Regions from separate parts of the Capra hircus genome. Here region 1 is linked to region 2. A link is a contact called in public Hi-C data. All regions are on one chromosome and are shown on one strand. Each heading gives the region's core, a stretch centred on a gene start, on an enhancer-like site or on the middle of the called end of the contact. The rest is flanking DNA. Distances are from core to core; before and after follow the strand shown.

The links. Hi-C and Micro-C count contacts between places; a contact is called where the count stands out from the background.
Region 1: a contact with region 2 is called in a Hi-C map of blood, with 6 times the contacts expected there. The contact joins the promoter of LOC102177295 here to the enhancer-like site in region 2. A contact is called at or near these places in 2 of 5 Hi-C or Micro-C datasets (both in blood).

Annotation. Positions count from the first base shown.
Region 1 is chr25:809,974-816,060 of ARS1.2, reverse strand. LOC102177295 (tektin-4) reads left to right here and starts at 2,025. Exons shown (of 6, transcript XM_018040077.1): 1 at 2,025-2,661; 2 at 4,388-4,458; 3 at 4,793-4,936; 4 at 5,790-6,012. The coding sequence starts at 2,128.
Region 2 is chr25:617,388-623,185 of ARS1.2, reverse strand. No RefSeq gene overlaps it. Among named protein-coding and RNA genes, the nearest start is that of GNG13, 3.2 kb to the right of the region's middle. Within about 2 kb of position 2,250, at least 4 of the 5 cell types and tissues checked have an H3K27ac peak or open chromatin away from gene starts, as enhancers often do.

The DNA.
Region 1 (6,087 bases), core at 776-3,275, 190 kb before region 2:
GAGTGGAAGCCCCTGGACAGAAGGGGAAGCCCCAAGTTGGAAGTAATGGGCCTTATGAAACATCACTATGAAGTCAAGTGGGCCTTATGAAATATTACTAGGCTAGTGGAGGTGATGAAATTCCAGCTGAGCTATTTCAAATCCTAGAAGATGATGCTGTGAAAGTGCTGCACTCAATATGCCAGCAAATTTGGAAAACTCACCAGTGGCCACAGAACTGGAAAAGGTCAGTTTTCATTCCAATCCCAAAGAAGGGCAATGCCAAAGAATGCTCAAACTACTGCACAATTGTGCTCGTTTCACATGCTAGCAAAGCAAAATCCTTCAAGCTAGGCTTCAACAGTACATGAGCTGAGAACTTCCAGATGTTCAAACTAGATTTAGAAAAGAAGAAGGAACCAGAGATCAAATTGCCAATATCCTCCGGATCCTAAAAAAGCAAGGGAATTCCAGAAAAAATATCCACCTCTGCTTCCTGGACTACATTAAAGCCTCTGACTCTGTGGATCACAACAAAAAGTGGAAAATTCTTCAAGAGATGGGAAAACCAGACCGCCTTTCCTGCCTCCTTCTCGCATTTCACAGCCAATGTCTCCCTCTGCCGGTCATGTTGGGAATCAACGGGGCTCTTGGACTCCCCGCCCAGGAGGGGGCACTTGGAGATGTCACTCTCCCCAGGTACCAAGTGAAGGTCAAGAGGCAAGTTACAATTGGACATGGAACAACGGACTGGTTCAAAATTGGGAAAGGAGAACATCAAGGCTGTATGTTGTCACCCTGCTTAATTAATTTATATGCAGAGTACATCATGTGAAATGCTGGGCTGGATGAAGCACAAGCTGGAAGTGAGATTACTGGGAGAAATATCAGTAACCTCAGATACGCAGATGACACCACCCTAATGACAGAAAGTGATGAGGAATTAAAGGACCTCTTGATGAAAGTGAAAGAGAGTGAAAACGCTGGCTTAAAGCTCAACATTAAAAAAACAAAGATCACGGCATCCACTTCATACTTCACGGCAAATAGATGGGGAACAGTGGAAACAGTGACAGACTTTATTTTCTTGGGCTCCAAGATCACTGAGGACAGTGACTGCAGCCATGAAATTAAAAGACACTTGCTCCTTGGAAGAAAAGCTATGACAAACCCAGACAGTGTATTAACAAGCAGAGTCATGACTTTGCCAACAAAGGTCCATATAGTCAAAGCTACTGTTTTTCCAGTGTCGTGTACAGGTGTGAGAGTTGAATGATAAAGAAGACCGAGTGCCGAAAAATTGACGCTTTAGGACTGTGGTGGTGGAGAAGACTCTTGAGAGTAACCTGGACGGCAATGAGATCAAACCAGAAAATCCTGAAGGATATCAACCCTGAATGTTCATTAGAAGAACTGATGCTGCAGTTGAAGCTCCAATACTGTGGCCACCAGATTCAAAGAACTGGCTCATTGGAAAAGACCCTGATGCTGGGAAAGACTGAAGGCCGGAGGATAAGGGGAGACAGAGGAGCAGATGGGTGGACGCCATCACTGACTGAAGCCGCATGAGCTTGAGCAAACTCTAGGAGATGGTGATGGACAGGGAAGCGCGGCGTGCTGCAGTCCATGGGGTCTCAAAGAGTGGGACACGACTGAGCAGCTGAAGGGCAGCAGGCAGCCCAGGGGCCAGGAGACACAGGCAAGGCCCTGGGTGGTCGTGGGGACACTGTCCCCATGACAGGACCTGCCTCCTTCCTATGGGGCAGATCTGCGGATCTGATTCAAGGCCCCCACTGGAGGCTGAGTCAACCCCCATCAGGGACACGTGGGTGCCCAGGAGAGCACTGCCTGGGAACAAGTCTGACGCAGGAGACAAGGGCCTGTCCCTCATGCAGCTCCTCTGGCAGGTACCAGGCGTGGCCAGGACAGGTGGGGCTGGGGCCTGCCTGGCCCTTTAAGAGGGCCACCAGGTGGTGGGAGGTGGGAGAATTCCAGTCGCCTAGCAACAGGAGGGCTTGGCGTGTACTGTCTCCGGGAAACCAGAAGCCACATCCTGCTTGGGGACCCAGTGGCCAGAGCTGCCCTGCTGAGCGAGCTGAGCGGCCCCCCTCCCTCTCTCCCCACTCCCGCCCGTGCCTGGGCGGCGCCATGGCACAGACGGACATACTCCTGACCAAGGAGCCCGCCCCACAGACGGTGCCAGCATGCCAGCTGCCCCGCAAGCTGTACGATGTGGCCCGAAACACGGGCGCCCACACATCCTCGGGCCTGGCCACCTCCGGCTTCCGCACGGCCAAGTACCTACTGGACGAGTGGTTCCAGAACTGCTATGCCCGCTACCACCAGGCCTTCGCCGATCGCGACCAGTCGGAGCGGCAGCGCCACGAGAGCCAGCAGCTGGCGGCGGAGACCGAGGCGCTGGCACAGCGCACACAGCAAGACTCCACGAGGAAGGTGGGCGGGCGCCTGCAAGACACGCACGGCTGGAAGTCGGAGCTGCAGCGCCAGGTGGAGGAGCTGGTCTCCGAGACCGAGCAGCTGCTGGCCCAGAAGCAGCGGCTGGAGCGCGCCCTGGACGCCACGGCCGGGCCCTTCTCCATCGTCACCGACAACCTGCAGTGCCGCGATCGCCGCCAGCACCCCGACCTTGTGCGCGACTGTGTGGAGATCGAGCTGCTGAAGGTTCGGCTGCCCAGTCCCTGGAGCCGCAGACCGGCCTCCCACCTCTCTCCAGGGAGCACGACCTTCCCAGTGTTCCCCCCTCGACTTGGCTGTGCAGAGCCTGGTGCCTGGGCACCCCTGGGAGCCTGCACTCTGCCCACGTGGGGACACTCGAGCACACGCCCAGGCACAGAGGGGTGGGGTGCCAGAACCAACTGGTCCTGGGGCCTCCCCAGCTGGGGGCAGGGGCAGAACTCAGGCTCCCTGGGGGGAGGGGGGAGGGTGCCAGTTCTGGCCTTCCCTCGGCCTGGTTCCCACAGTGGGTGCTGGGCAAGGCTGAGCTCCCTGCAAGTTGGGCCAGTCAGGCCCTGCTGGGTGAGGGGCATCGTGGCCTGGGTGCCCCCCTGCACGGGGGCAGGGCTGGAGCCTCGTGCTTGTCCACTCACCTGTTCCACCCCTGCTCTCACTCGGGGAGAGGCAGGGCCCAGGCCATGGTGGCATTCATCCCCGAATGTGTGCCGGGATGACGCTGGCCTGAGGCAGGGCAGGGCTCGGCCCCCAGGAAACCAGGAAGGGCCTGAGCTGGGCCCCAGGGGCGGCTGGCTGGGGTTGGAATGCGTGCAGGCCAAGGGAGACCCTCCTGGTCAGGTCGTGGTGGCGCCGGTGCCTCCTGGGTGGCCCCTCAGTCACCCCTGGGGCCCGGCACCTGTTGACCTGCCCCTCTGGTCACCCTGGGTCATGCAGATGAAGCCCGACCCTGAGTTCACAGAGGTGGAGCCCTGCCACACCCCCACCCTGCCAATGTCTGCGTTGGAAATCCAGCCTCAGGCCGGTGTGCAGGTGTGGACGGTGAAGGTAGGGTGGAGGCCTCGTGCATCCCACAGAGACCCGGCAGGACCTGTTCTTGGGGCAGCCCTGAAGGACTGGGGGTCACCCAGGCCAGGCCCCTGATGCTGGTGGGGAAGGGCCTCAGCTGTGAGCAGGCTGCAGCCACGGTCACTCATGAGACGTGGGGAGACACACACACAGTCAGGCACCCGGGGACCCCCTCAAACCTGGGTGCCTCCCCTAAGCCCAGGCCCTTCCTCTGCCATCCCCCCACGGCCCCACCCTCACACTCATTCACTCAAGAACCTCCCAAGGCTCCAGGAGGGACGGCTCTGTTCTGAGCCAGGCCCCTCGCCCAGCAGTACATGGACAACCGAGTCAGGACAGGAAGGCGGGCCCATGGGTCAGAACCGGACACAAGGGCTTAGAGCCCAGTGGAGGGGAAGATTCAGATCCAGGGAGGGCTTTTCCTCCCCAGGAAATGAACCCGTCAGGGAGGCAGGAGGAAACACAGGGTTCCCATGTGTCCTGGGTGTGTGAGGGCAGTCCTGGGTGGGGACTTAGTTGATAGGGTCCTCAGAGGCTATTGCCGGGCACTCTGGGGTCCGTGGGCAGGCACCAGTGATGGCTCAGAGCCCGGGGGTGCTGCGTGCCCAGCAAGTGGGAACCACCATTGGCTGATGTTCCCCACAGCCCATAGAAGACCCCCAAAGAGCCCACTGCAGTGCCCCAGACAGGGTGCTCCAAGCCCAGAATAGATCCTCTAAGAGAACCAGGCTTGCCCCCACTTCCACCAGAGACTGGGGCCATAAGCAGGGCCCAGTTCCACTGGGCATCACCCGAAACTCTGCTCTTCCTCGGGGTTTAAGAGCCTGGAGGTCCTCAGACTCTCACCAGGGGCGGGGGTCTTCTCCCCTAGGAGGCCGAGCTCATCCGGAACATTCAGGAGCTCCTGAAAAGGACCATCATGCAGGCTGTGAGCCAGATTCGGTGGGTCTGGGCGGCCTCCAGAGCTGCCCTTGGGGTGACCCCGTCCTCTTACCCCTCAGGCCACTGTAGGCAGGAGGTCGGGTGACCCGGCCCTGAGGCTGCGAGAGGTGACGGACTGTCCCCAGCCACAGCCAGGAGCACAGGGCGGGGAGGGGGCACTGGGCAGGTGGGGGTGGCCAGGGGGCCTGGACATCCAGAGCCAGACCAGCACCCCGGGGCCCACCGTCAGCAGATGAGGCCCCCCTGTCGCCTGGGGGCTGGCCATGCCCAGCGTCGGGGTGCGCCCAGCTCCCCACCCGCCCTGACGCAGGCCCTGCCCGCCGTTCGCCCGCAGGCTGAACCGGGAGCACAAGGAAACCTGCGAGACGGACTGGTCCGACAAGGTGGAGGCCTACAACATCGACGAGGCCTGCTGCCGCTACAGCAGCCAGAGCACCGACGTGCAGTTCTACCCGCACTCGGCCACGTTCGAGGAGAGGTGGGGCTGAGAGACCCCGCCCGGGCGCCCCGTCCCTCCGCCGGGGGCCTCTGTGCGGCACTTCTGCCCCTGGGGAGGGCAGGCGCCCGGCGGGACCCCCACCCAAGTGCCGGGCACACTCGGTTGACTGTCCCGCTGGGCTTCACAGGAGGAGGCAGGACCTAGCACTGGGGCAGGGTGTGTGTGTGTGTGAAAGAGAGAGAGAGAAGTGTGTGAGAGAAAGTGTATATGTGTGTTTGAGCGAGAGTCTGTGAGAGTGTGTGTGTGAGTATGAGAGTGAGTGTTAGTGTGCAGTGTGTGCATAAGTGTGAGTGAGAGTGTGTGTGTGAATGTGTGAGAGTAAGAGTGTGTATGTGTGAGTGTGAGTGTGAGATTGAGTGTGTGAGAGTGTGTGAGTGAGGGGGTGTGTGTGTGAGTGTGTCAGAGTAAGAGAGGGTGTGTGAGTGTGTGTGAGAAAGAGAATGTATGTGCGTGTGCATGTGAGTGTGTGAGAAAGTGCGTGTGAGTGTGTGAGTGTGTGTGTGTGTGTGTGTGTGTGTGTGTGTAGGGGGGAGCGGGCTGCAGCTCCGCGTGCGGCCGGCAGGGGGCGCGCGGCCACCACCCGGCGCAGCCACGGCCGTCGGGGCACGAGCGCGGGGACCCCTGGGCGGCTCAGGAGGCGCCGGGAGCTGGCGGAGAGACCCTACGGGCGCCGTCAGGGGCGGGGCACGGGGGCGCGGGGCCGCGGTGTGGCTCTAGGACTTCGAGTGGTCGTCCGTGCCAAGGCCCTGGGGACTCGGGGTGAGGCAGGCGCGGGGAGGTCCTTGTAGCTGCCCCCACCGACCGCGGTGTCAGCCCACTCCCCCACCCGTAGTGCCTCCACGCCCGAGACGTGGGCCAAGTTCACCCAGGAACACCTGTACCGCGCTGAGCGCGAGCGCCTGGCCTCAGTCAACCTGCGGAACCTCATCGACTGCATACTGCAGGACACGTCCGAGGACCTGCGGCTGCAGTGCGACGCCGTGAACCTGGCCTTCGGGCGGCGGTGCGAGGAGCTGGAGGACGCGCGCCACAAGCTAGAGCACCACCTGCGCAAGGTGAGGCCTCTCGGCTGAGCTCAGCCCGCGGCCAGGCCACGCCCATCCCGCAGCCAGGGCACACCCTGGACACGC
Region 2 (5,798 bases), core at 1,001-3,500:
GGGCGGTGGTGGACCCCCACCCCCAGAACAGCCCTTGAGGGGGAGACCTGAGAGGGGGGACGTGAGAGGGAGACCTGATGGGGGAGACCTAAGGGGGGGACCTGAGAGGGAAACCTGAGGGGAGGACCTGAGGGGAGGACCTGAGAGGGAGACCTGAGAGGGGGGACCTGAAGGGGGGACCTGAAGGGGAGACCTGAAGGGGGGACCTGAGGGGGGAGGATCTGAGGGGGAGGACATGAGAGGGAGACCTGAGGGGGGGGACCTGAAGGGGAGACCTGAGGGGGGGACCTGAGGGGAGGACCTGAGAGGGAGACCTGAGTGAGGAGACCTGAGGGATGGGGACCTGAGAGGGAGACCTGAGGGGGGACCTGAGGCAGGGGGACCTGAAGGGGAGACCTGAGGGGGGGGACCTGAAGGGGAGACCTGACGGGGGGACCTGAGGGGAGGACCTGAGAGGGAGACCTGAGTGAGGAGACCTGAGGGATGGGGACCTGAGAGGGAGGACCTGAGAGGGAGACCTAATGGAGGGGACCTGAGTGGGGGGACCTGAAGGGGAGACCTGAGGGGGGACCTGAGGGGGGGACCTGAAGGGGAGATCTGAGGGGGAGGACATGAGAGGGAGACCTGAGGGGGGATCTGAGGGGGACCTGGGGGGGACCTGATGGGGGACCTAGGGGGGACCTGAGGGGAGACCTGAGGGGGGGATCTGAGGAGGGACCTGAGGGGGGACCTGAGGGGGAGGACCTGAGAGGGAGACCTGAGGGGGGGATCTGAGAGGGGACCTGGGGGGGACCTGAGGGGGGATCTGAGGGCAGGGACCTGAGGGGGGGATCTGAGGGCAGGGACCTGAGGGGGGGATCTGAGGGCAGGGACCTGAGGGGGGACCTCGGGGGGGAACCTGAGAGGGAGACCTGAAGGGGGGACATAAGGGGGAGACCTGAGTGAGGAGACCTGAGGGGTGGGGACCTGAGTAGGGGGACCTGTGGGGGAGACCTGAGGGGGGACCTGAGCAGGGGGTCTGAAGGGGAGACCTGAGGGAGGGACCTGAGGGGGGGGTACCTGAGCAGGGGACCTGAGGGGGAGGATCTGAGGGGGAGGCCCTGAGAGGGAGACCTGAGGGGGGGACCTGAAGGGGGCACCTGAGGGGGAGGACCTGAGAGGGATACCTGAGGGGGGGACCTGAGGCAGGGGGACCTGAGGCGGGGGGACCTGAGGCGGGGGGACCTGAGGAGGGAGACCTGAGGTGGGGGACCTGAGGGGGAGACCTGAAGGGGGGACCTGAGGGGGAGACCTGACGGGGGGACTGAGGGGGACCTGACGGGGGGTGGATCTGAGGGGGTGGATCTGAGAGGGAGACCTGAGAGGGAGACCTGAGGGGGGAACCTGAGAGGGAGACCTGAGAGGGGAACCTGAGGGGGGGACCTGAGGGGAGACCTGAGGGGGGGGGGAACCTGAGGAGGGGGATCTGAGAGGGAGGCTATGGGTTGGGCAGAGGCACCCTGATGGCTCTGTCGTCAGTCTTCAACATTTCCCCTTTTTTCACAGATTCGGGCGGACGGTCTCGCTCACCAGTGCCGCCGTGGGGGGAGGGGGGATGCCCGGCCGCCTCAAAGGTCACCTGCCATAACTTAACAGGAGCCTGAGAAGCCAGGCCAAGGGAACACCTGAGCTTGACAGGTGACAACGGCCACCTCCGTTCCGGCCACGCCTCCACAGAGGACGCCGCCACCGCCCAGCTCCAAGATGGCTGCGTCACGCACAACAGCGCCCTGCAGAAGCCCCGCCCCTCGCCCGGGGGGCAGGTCCCCTGCGCGCCCCGCCCCCTCCACGCTTAGACCCGGAAGTGATCTCCCGAGGCTGCAGTGGGCTTTGAGCGCCGCGGGCTGTGCAAGACCGTTGACGGCGGGGATCACGGAGCAGCGGAGATGCCCGGAGCCTGCTGCCGGGCCTTCCCTCGCGGTGCCGCTCAGTACTGTCTTCACGATAAACACCGCACGTTAACACTAGTAAGAGCGCCGGAAACTTGTTTCGCTTAAGTTCTTTAGCTAAACGCCGTCAGCCTCTGTCCTAGGAAACCTCGTCTTCTGATAGCGGCGTCTGTCGCGAGTTCCCTGTCCTAATCCTGGCCGTGAGGGAAAGCCCCCCGAGTCTGCCCTGCAGTCCCAGCGGCCGAGCAGCCAGGGCCCCGCGGTGCGTGGGCTCCTCTCGCCGCTCGGCGCCGCCCGGGTCCTCCGGAAGCCAAGCCCGGAGCAGATTCGTCCTGTGAAACCGAGCAGCGAGCCGCGCACACCTCGGAGCCGTCCCGCCGGTGCCGCCCCGAGAGCTCTGCAGTCCAGGACGCACTCCTGCGTTTGCTCCTTGCGTGGACTCCCGTTGGCTTGGTCCTTCCCCGTTTCACATGACAGATCTTTCCCTGGGAGGTTGAATTCTAGATTCCTTGTAACTCTGGTGTCAAGTTCTGCAGAGCAGTCTGCATAGACTGCTCCAGAAGCGGCAGACGTGGCCCAGGCGAGGGAGCCCTGCGCTGAACCTGGGAGGGGTGAACGATGTCCGCGGTCCCCATGGGAGTCCTCGCCCCCTGGCACAGGACGGGAGTCCTTTCCGGCGAGAGATCTTCGTGATAGTCGAGGGTCCCCATTCAGTCACTTGCACTCTGCAGTCACCAGAGCTTCTGCAGCTTCTGATGAAATGAGCAGATGGCAGGGATTCCAGCTGTTTGAAGGAAGTCACTAGATGAAGGACACAAAAACGAGGGTGAGACCTGGGCAAGCCCGGAGCCCCGGGGCCTCAGTTTCCTGCTCAGCCAGTTCATCAGACCTACTCTGGGCGGTGAACACTGCTGGGCATCATCCCTGCTGTGGGAGGCAGCCCCAGCTGACAGCTAAAGTGTCTCCTCTGTTTTTGTGGAAAACCTCTGGGCACTGAAACTGTTTCTAGGAGCCACTTCCATCCACCCCTACATGGTGGGCATATCGTTTGGGACCAGAAGCGTACCTGCTGAAGGCGCAAGGCCCACCACACTTGGCCACCGGGCAGGGGAGGGGATGGCTATGGCAGCTGTGAGACAGATTTGTGGGGCCCTCCACACACCTCCAGCTCCACTCACATAGCTGCCCCATGATCAGGTAGAATTTTCTGCAGTGCTGCACAGACCTGGGGGTGCAGCTGCAGGTCGAGAGGGAAAACCTAGAGCCATGCCCAGGCCTGGGTGACAGTGCACTGGTGGCCCGACGTGTGCATTCGTCCCACTCACCCACCTTCATAGCGAAAGGCCCTTTGGGGGCGCAGGCTCGCCAGCAATACACAGGACCCCTGAGCGGCACTGGCCTCATCAGAAGGGGACCCCCCATGGCCTGTGGGCACTGGAGTGTTTGGTGCTTAGGCAGGTGCAGGCCCTGGGCCTCTTCCTGAACCTCAGGAGCACCAAGGTGTAGACCATGTGTGTCTTTCTGACCCGCATGCTGGCAAGAGCCAATGTCATGGGAGGGCTGGAGCAGGCGGGGAAGGAGGGGGTCACCTGTGGACCGCAGAGCCGTCAGAACACACTGCTTAGCCAGAGTCACCTCCCTGAGACTTTATGACTCACAGCTTATGCTGATTACAACCTGTGATTCCCTGGAATCATTCACTGTGTATTTTGCAAACATGAGTCTAAGAGCTTAAATTATTTTTGAAAGTCATTTTCAAACACTCAAAGATTATCCAAGAACTACCTAGTTTCTTGTGAGCTCTGTTTAACTGGGTGAAATAGTTTCTTTTTTATCTTCCTATCCCCATGTTCACCTCAGATAGGAACTCCCAGGGATGGGAGACAAGGAGGCACATCCCCTGAGGCCTCAGGAGGGGAGTCAGCCTGTTGTAGTCGAGAGGGTCCCACACCTACCCTGGGGTGGGTGCTGGCAGGCTGGCTCCCCACCGTCTCCTGCCAGGCCTAGGTTCTACAACATGGACTACTTGTCCTAAGTTTTCTCACCAGAGACCAGGCCTGTTGCCATGGGAGGGTTGTGTGTAGGGTCTGACCCCACCCCATCTCCCAAGGTCCGAAGCAAAGCTGCAGACACGGGGGAGGTGTTCTCACTGGGCCTCATCCTACCAGCACATGGGGCAGATCTGCCCCAGCTGCAGGTTTCATTGCTGGGGCACCACGTGGAAGAGAGCCTGGTTTCAGGAGGACCCAGTGGGGAGCTGACAGCACCAGGTGGCTCTGGGTCCCCAGCATGCTCTACATACTCAGAACAGACCAGGTGAGAGGCTGGCCTCATCTCTGGCCCCTGCCCAGCAAGGCCACAGGTCTGAGTGGCACTAGGACCAAACCAGGCTGCAGGTCCGATCGGGTTGGGGCATTTCCTGCCCCTGCCCCCCAAGTCCTCCTTGGGGACCCTGTTCAACGTGGATCAGAGCACCCCACACACCACTGACTTGTCCTGAGCACCAGAACCAGCACAAAGGGACCCTGCCTCGCTGCATCTGCCCCCACACCCATCATATCCCCGTGAGCCCAGCTGGCTCCCCACTCCAGTCAGGAGCCCTACGGGCGTGGGACCTGCATCAGCCGTTTCTAGGCCAGCGAGGAGCCCTGTTGGTTCTCACCAGCAGCCCAGTTAGGGGAGCTAATTTCAGAAAGGCGGTTGGTCTCCCTGGGTCTGCTCTGGGTGACTGCAAGGTGGCGTGAGCTGGAGCACCAGCTGTCACTGCTTCTGGAGCATCCTCCCCCCACCGCAAACCACTAGGCCTCTGCTCATTCCAGACCCACCCAGTCCCTCTGCGGACCTGGGATTGACAAGTCCACACTCCCAAGAAGCTGAAATAGGAGGCACCGGTCCCCCAGTTTTCACCAAAGACAGCAGCTTCACAGGCTCACATGAGCATGCACACATCAGCTTGACTGCCGTGTAGAGTCATGGCCTTTGTCCCACGGGGTCACCAGGGTCAGCACAGGGACTGCTTCTGAACCCTGAGGGTCCACAGGGCAGCAGTTGTGGCCAGTGCTCACAGCCAGGAACCAGCACGCAGAGAGGGAACGCAGGACCCCACGCCCCGCACAGCTCCTGCCGTCCTGGTGAGGTGACAACACCCAGGCGTTTTCAAGTGCTGTCACGAAGGCCCGTGTGCAGCGGTCGCGGTGGAGCATCCGAACCATGGAGGAGAGATCGCACGAAGTAGGCCAGGTCACACCAAGGCTCCTCTCGGGGCCAGAACACAGTCCTGGGTTCCCCATTCTGCCTGCACCCTCCATGGGGAAGGCATGCCTGGGGGCAGGGACTGGCTGGCCTGGTTTCAGTCTAAATCTTGAGCCAGTTCTGGGGGCTGACTCAACACCGTACCTGAGCACCCACCCCTTGTGAGCAGGGCCCCAGCCACAGGAGAGCCCCAGGCACCCCGAGCAACAGGGTGCCTGCCCAGTCACAGGGCACCAGAGGAACAGGTGGGGGTGGGTGGGGGAAGTGAAGTAAAAACTGCTGGCCATCTGCCCTGAGTAGGATGCTGGCACCCTCGGCTCTAAGCCCCCCCACCCCCCATAAATCCATAATAAGAAATAATCCCTAGTTTTCCTAACATGCCCCAGTTCCAGAAGCGCCTCCTGTTCCGTTGTCACGTTGGTGTGGGAGAGGGCTGGGCAGGCGCCGCTGACCTTGTTTTCTGCGATCACAGCAGGGAGAGCCCAGGGCCCGAGGCGGGCGGGGAGCACCCCAGGCCTGGCCCGCTCCCGAGTGGGAGCACCTGCCGAAGGCCTGGCACAGGCTGCCCTGGGAGCCATGGGGTCTGGCCTCCAAGGGGACTGGTTGCTGAACTGGACC